Linked DNA regions of Sus scrofa: region 1 is linked to region 2. The links are chromatin contacts, called in public HiChIP or PLAC-seq maps. All regions are on one chromosome and are shown on one strand. Each heading gives the region's core, a stretch centred on a gene start, on an enhancer-like site or on the middle of the called end of the contact. The rest is flanking DNA. Distances are from core to core; before and after follow the strand shown.

Region 1 (2,700 bases), core at 93-2,592, 100 kb before region 2:
ACCAGATGCTAAGCTTGAAGCATGTCAAGCTCTACTCACAGGTCATCTCTGAGAGTGGGCAGCATAGAGGCTGTATCCCTTTCCTGAAGCCTAGTGGATCTTCCCAAGGCTGTGGGATCCCACTAGAGGCTGGAGGAAGCTCCACAAAGCTTTCACTTTTTACTGCAAGCACTTCTCCATAATTTACATTTTTCTTAGTAGCATGTATTAGGTCATTGTTGCTCAGGAGCTTGGTCTGGTCATGCTAGCATTTCTGCCATAAACCCACATTCCTCCTATAAGCAGAAGAAGCAATAAAGAAGTGCCAACTTGAACATCCAAATACCTGAGGTCCGAAGCTTCTTCCTCTTACTCATTTTATCCCTCCCTAGAGAAATCTGAAAAGGAGCAGATTTCGTCATTACAACCAGTTCCTAACTCGGTACAGACACAGTGGCCTTGGCTGAGGCCACCCCACCCCCACTTGGGCCCATCTGGCTGCCCCAGGGGTCAACTGGGCAGGGGAACATAGGGTGGGAGTCATAGCTACCTTGGGCTGTGGCAGGCTAAGAATTAAAATGCCTTCATCCTGCAGATAGCGGGTTGGGGGCTGGGGCCATGGGAAGCCCTGGGATGTCCCCTTTCAGTATCTAAGATGGGGTAGCCTGTGTGAAGCCCCCTCTCTCCACCCGGGTCTTTTGAAGTGACACCTAGTACACTTTGGAGTCATTTAAGTGCTTTAGAGGGGCCACCTGGGGGTCCTTTAAGAGGGGGCCTTCAGGGGATGCCTGGGGCCTTGGAACGGCAGCAGTCTTCACAGGTCAATTCCTTCCAGCCTAGAGGGCCTGTGAAGACAAAACCGACCTGGGCCAGAGAAGTCAAGGTCCTTCTGTCCTTATCGGGAACTGAGGAGGTCTACCTGGAACTGCTGGGGATAACTCGGTTAAATTATTTGCGAAAAAATTTTTGAGAAAATAAAAGGCAGAGTTGGCCCAAACAGAGGTCGAGTAGCTGAGGATCCGAGGCCCGAGTGCTCTGGACCCAGCTTCCGGTGACTAGGCCACACGAACCCTACCCAGGCCACCAAAAAGTAAGAAATGCCCAGACCAGGACCGCCAAGAGAGACTAGAGCTCACAAGTGGCCGCGCAAAGCCACGAACCAGGGTGCCGCTGCCAAGCCTCACACCGGCAAACGCTCCGCCTCTTTCCCGCGCACTATGAAGCCCCGTCGTGCGCATGTGCGATGCCAGCACCGCCCCTCTCACTCGCGTACGCCCGCCTCTTTCCTGAGCAACCCGTGGTACCTCCCACTACCCCTGAGGCAGCGCGTGCGCGCTCGCGCACTTCCTGCCGGGAGTTGTAGTTTCAGTGCGGCGGGCCCGGCAAGTCCAGTTGCTGTGCTCAGGTGCCGCGGCGCCCAAGGGCCGAGGCGGAAGTAGGGCGGCCACTTGAGGGGCAGAGGGTACGCGGTCGGCGGTCGCGGGGTGCCAACGAGGGGCGCGGGACTCAGGAAGGGCGCGTGCGCGGCCATAGGCCCCGGGGGAGAAGGCCGGGCAAGGCCAGGCCAGGGGGCCGGTGGTCCGAGTATCCAGCTTGGGAGATGCACAAGAAGAAGGGACCTTCGGGACCTCCAGGCCGAGGTGCCGCCACCGCTCGCCAGGTGAGTCTGTACTCCACGGCCGGGCCGAGAGAACCCTTCCCACCCTTGTCCAAGGTAGGGCCCCACCCCCTAGAGGAGTCAGATCTCCACCCCCAGGTGAGCCCCGGTCCCCGCCCCCTCAGGTTAGCGTCAACCCCCAAAATGGGGCCTACTTACTTCGTCTCCCCAGCTCCTTATGCCCCGCTCAGGGATTAGGGCCACCTGTTGCCGTGGCAGCTACTGTCGGGGAGGGGAAGGCCTCGGACCTGGAGTAAGAAAGGCAGTTATTACCCTCTTGGCCTGAGCACTGATGGAACCCTCTCATCAGTCGGGCCAGGTCAGACTCTTTATCCCCATTGTGCAGATGGGGACGCTGAGGCCCAGAGAGAAGAAGACACCTGCCCAAGGTCACAGGGCAGAGCTAAGTTGCTTGGCCAGAACTAAGTGCAAATCCAGAGCCGCTGCCATGAGCCCACAGGACTGTGCTTGGGCCCTTTCTTCCTCTCTTCATCTCCTTTGGGAGAGTTTGATTTTTTTCTGAGCTTTGCTGTAAGGAACTAGAGCCATAACTTAGTGCTCAGATATCAGAGTCTGGCTCACCTGAAGTTGCCTCCTGGCTTCTGCACATTGGACTTCACAGTTCTAAGCCTCAGTTTCCTCATCTGTAAAATGGAGGCCTTAAGAGGCCCTATGTTACAGGATAGCTGTGAAAATTCCTTGAGATTGTTTATGGAATGTACTGGAACATGGCACTCAATAAGTGTTGTCATCATCATTATTACTCTTAGGTAGAGCCATATAAAATTGACCATATTTGGCCATGTTTGACCCACAGAAAAGGTAATTTTGTGTAGTTCAGCCTAATATTAGCACATCATGATTAGTCATTAACCAGAATAGGATAGGAAGACAGGTATGTTATGTGGCAAAGGCCCCGCTTTCAACTTCTGCGTTGTTTGGGTTTTCTCTTTACTCTCAATGCCTCCAACCTTCCTGCATGGCTGTCTCTGCTGAAGATGCTGGAAAGCAAAAGGCCAGGTGTGCAGAGTGGCTTTGCTTTGGGGCAGGGTGTGGGCCCTTCT
Region 2 (2,700 bases), core at 101-2,600:
TCCTAAGCCCTGTGTTCCCCCACCCCCCAGTCCTCCCTGAGGACCCCAAGGCTGCTAGGAGCCTCCAGGACACTGCCAGGGGCCCAGCTGCACCTGTCCTTGTCCCACGGGGCCATGTCATTGGCCACAATTTTTTTTCTTTTTAGATGTGGCTCTAAAAAGACAACAAACAAACAAAAACAAAAAAATCTTTAACTAACAGGCTGAGTCACAAGAACAGAGAAGTGGCTGGACCAGCCAGGAGCCAGAACTCTGAGTGTGGCCTGAGCTGAATCCCAAGCACTCACTCTTTTCATCTTTTTGCAGGGGATGTCTTCTCAGACACAGATTCCAACGCAGACAGCGAGTTGGACGAGGCAATGGCCTCCAGCGAATGGCTGGCCCTGACCAAGTCCCCTGAGACCTTCTATGGGGTTCAACCAGGCTGGCAGAGAACCCCTGGGGCTCTTAGGGGCAGTCGTGATGTCCTGGCTGGCCTCTCCAGCAACTGCTGCAAGTGGGGGTGCAGCAAGAGTGAAATCAGCAGCCTCTGCTAGACAGGGGACCAGGTGGCCATGGAGAACCAGAGTGAATGTCCCAGCTCTGCTGTCCACCTAATGGGTGTCCAGGTGGGCACCTGTTTCTAGCCCCTCATGCATTCATTCATCAGCAAGTCACAGAGCTCAGGCACTATGGGCTCAGAATAGAGTCCTCCCACCCAACCCTGACCTTTGGCCAGCCTATCCTGACCCTGAGCAGGCTGTGCCCCTACCTGGCCACATGGGGACCCTTTCTCCCCAGCCCATCTCATGCCTTTCCTGGCCTGTACTGTCTCCTGCTGCAACGGTTGCCCCTGCTCTACCCAAAGTGGCCACACTGAGACCCTGGCCCAGCTGTGGCCACTGTCCCCTCGCCAGCCCAAACTATACCACCCCCAACTCCCGCCCCATTCTAGCCTTTGCCCCCTCTCTCCCCGAAGCCTTCCAGGCCCCTCCCTCCACCCCAGCCTGGGTTCTAAAGCTGTGGACCCCAAGCCTGGAAGAGGGACCTCAGGTTCCCTTCGTTTCCTGGGGTGGAGGCTCAGTGGTGGGGGGAGGGGTACGGATCAGAATCTTCCTCAACCCCCCAAATAAAAGTTCCAAAGTACTTGGCAGCGTGTGTATGTGTGTGTGTGTGTGTGTATGGTGTTTGGGGAGGGGAGGGGCAGGTATCAGAGGAGCTCTGCCGCACCCTCGACGCCGCTCCTCCTCCCCCTCTCTCTCCCCCTTGGCTCTCCCCTCCCCAGCCCCTGAGAGCGCGGCCGGGGACTTTCCGGCGCAGCAAAGGGGCGGGGATCCCGAGCGCAAGGTGCGGAGGCGGACGCGAGGGGTGGATCGGCTTCCCGTTGCCGCTCTGGGCGCTGGGTCCCGAGAGCTAGGCGAGCGGCGCGGCCGCGCTGGGCCGGGAAGGGCCGGGCAGGACTAGGGGCGCGGGAGTGCCATGCCTGGGGCCAGGGCCGCCGCCTTTGTGCCCTGGCCGAAGCTGGTGCTGCTGCCCCTGTTGTTGCTGCTGTTCCACCGGACTCGGCCCCAGGGTGAGTTCTGGAGCGAGCTCGTGTCGGGCTCTCTGCCGCCACGCTCATGCTTGAAAGCGCACATCCTCAGGGGTGCAGCTCAAGTTTGCGAAATGAATGACTGAGGTCTCGGCGCTAATCTGCTTTCCCACCCCCACCCCGCCGCAGGGGTAGGGACTGGGAGAAGAAAGGAGCTGGGTAATGGGCGGAAGCGAGTTGGGAGCCAGAGCCCGGAGTGGGGGGTGGGCAGGGGTAGGGGCTGTAGGGGGTGGTAACAGGATGTGGCTGGCAGAGGGAGGGGAGGAGTTATGCCCAAAGCCTGGGGAGCGGTACCCAGCGCCCCCTTTCTGTCACCCACTTCCGTGAGGGACCCTGGATCCCCCTCAGAAGCTGTCAAAACTCGGGATGGGGGGCGCGGAAGTTCAGGTTCTGGAGTGTGCCGGTGGCTGGGGGAATTGACCACCTTCCTTTGGACTCTCCCGCCCCTCTCTCCAGGAAGCCTTGGGCCACTGCAGTGCTATGGAGTCGGACCCTTGGGCGACTTAAACTGCTCGTGGGAGCCTCTTGGGGACCTGGGAACCCCCTCCACGCTCTACCTCCAGAGCCAGAAGTAGTGAGTACAAGGGGATGACGGGGAAACTGAGGCTTTGGACGGCACCGCTTAGGTTCCTAGCCTTCTCAGGTTGAGAGAACCCATTCTGTCCCACCCCCCACCCCCAGCCCTGCCCACTTTCAAGTCCTTAGAGTCTAGGTTCCCTCATTTCTTTGCCTGTTACCCTGGACCGATCACTTTCCCTCTCTGAGCCTGTTTCGTCCTCTATCAAAAGTTGATAGTAATGGAACTTGCCTCCCAGGGTTGGTTCTGAGAATTCAGTGAGTGAGGCACTTGAGAAAGAGAAAACACTTAATGATTAGGAGTTGTTTTTAGTGCTGTGTGACCTTAGGCTGCTAGCTTCTCTGAGCATATGAAAAGGTCATTTGGTCTGGTGCTGGGGGTGCAGCAGTGAGAAAGAAAGCCTCATGGAACTCACATTCTGAGGGGGTGACTGATGTTGCTTCACAGTGAATCACTCTGGAAACTGAAATTCATTTCAAATTTGGCCAAGTGAGAGGAGAGTAAAAGGAGCATTTGAAGGTGGGAACTGAGGAGTTCCTGTCGTGGTGCAGCT

What was found. HiChIP or PLAC-seq counts read pairs in DNA pulled down with a chosen protein or histone mark.
Region 1: a contact with region 2 is called in an H3K27ac HiChIP or PLAC-seq map of alveolar macrophages. The contact joins the promoter of CC2D1A here to the promoter of IL27RA in region 2. A contact is called at or near these places in 1 of 5 promoter capture datasets (liver), 5 of 47 Hi-C or Micro-C datasets (adipose tissue, fetal skeletal muscle, liver and 2 more) and 2 of 2 datasets of contacts at active chromatin or transcription factors (alveolar macrophages and skeletal muscle).

What each region holds. Positions count from the first base shown.
Region 1 is chr2:65,251,119-65,253,818 of Sscrofa11.1, reverse strand. It overlaps CC2D1A (coiled-coil and C2 domain containing 1A), which reads left to right and starts at 1,342. Exons shown (of 29, transcript NM_001243031.1): 1 at 1,342-1,639. The coding sequence starts at 1,580. C2H19orf57 reads right to left here. Exons shown (of 8, transcript XM_021083707.1): 1 at 1,796-2,700.
Region 2 is chr2:65,148,315-65,151,014 of Sscrofa11.1, reverse strand. IL27RA (interleukin 27 receptor subunit alpha) reads left to right here and starts at 1,350. Exons shown (of 14, transcript NM_001243884.1): 1 at 1,350-1,552; 2 at 2,027-2,144. The coding sequence starts at 1,459. It overlaps RLN3 (relaxin 3), which reads left to right. Exons shown (of 2, transcript NM_001045679.1): 2 at 307-536. The coding sequence ends at 536.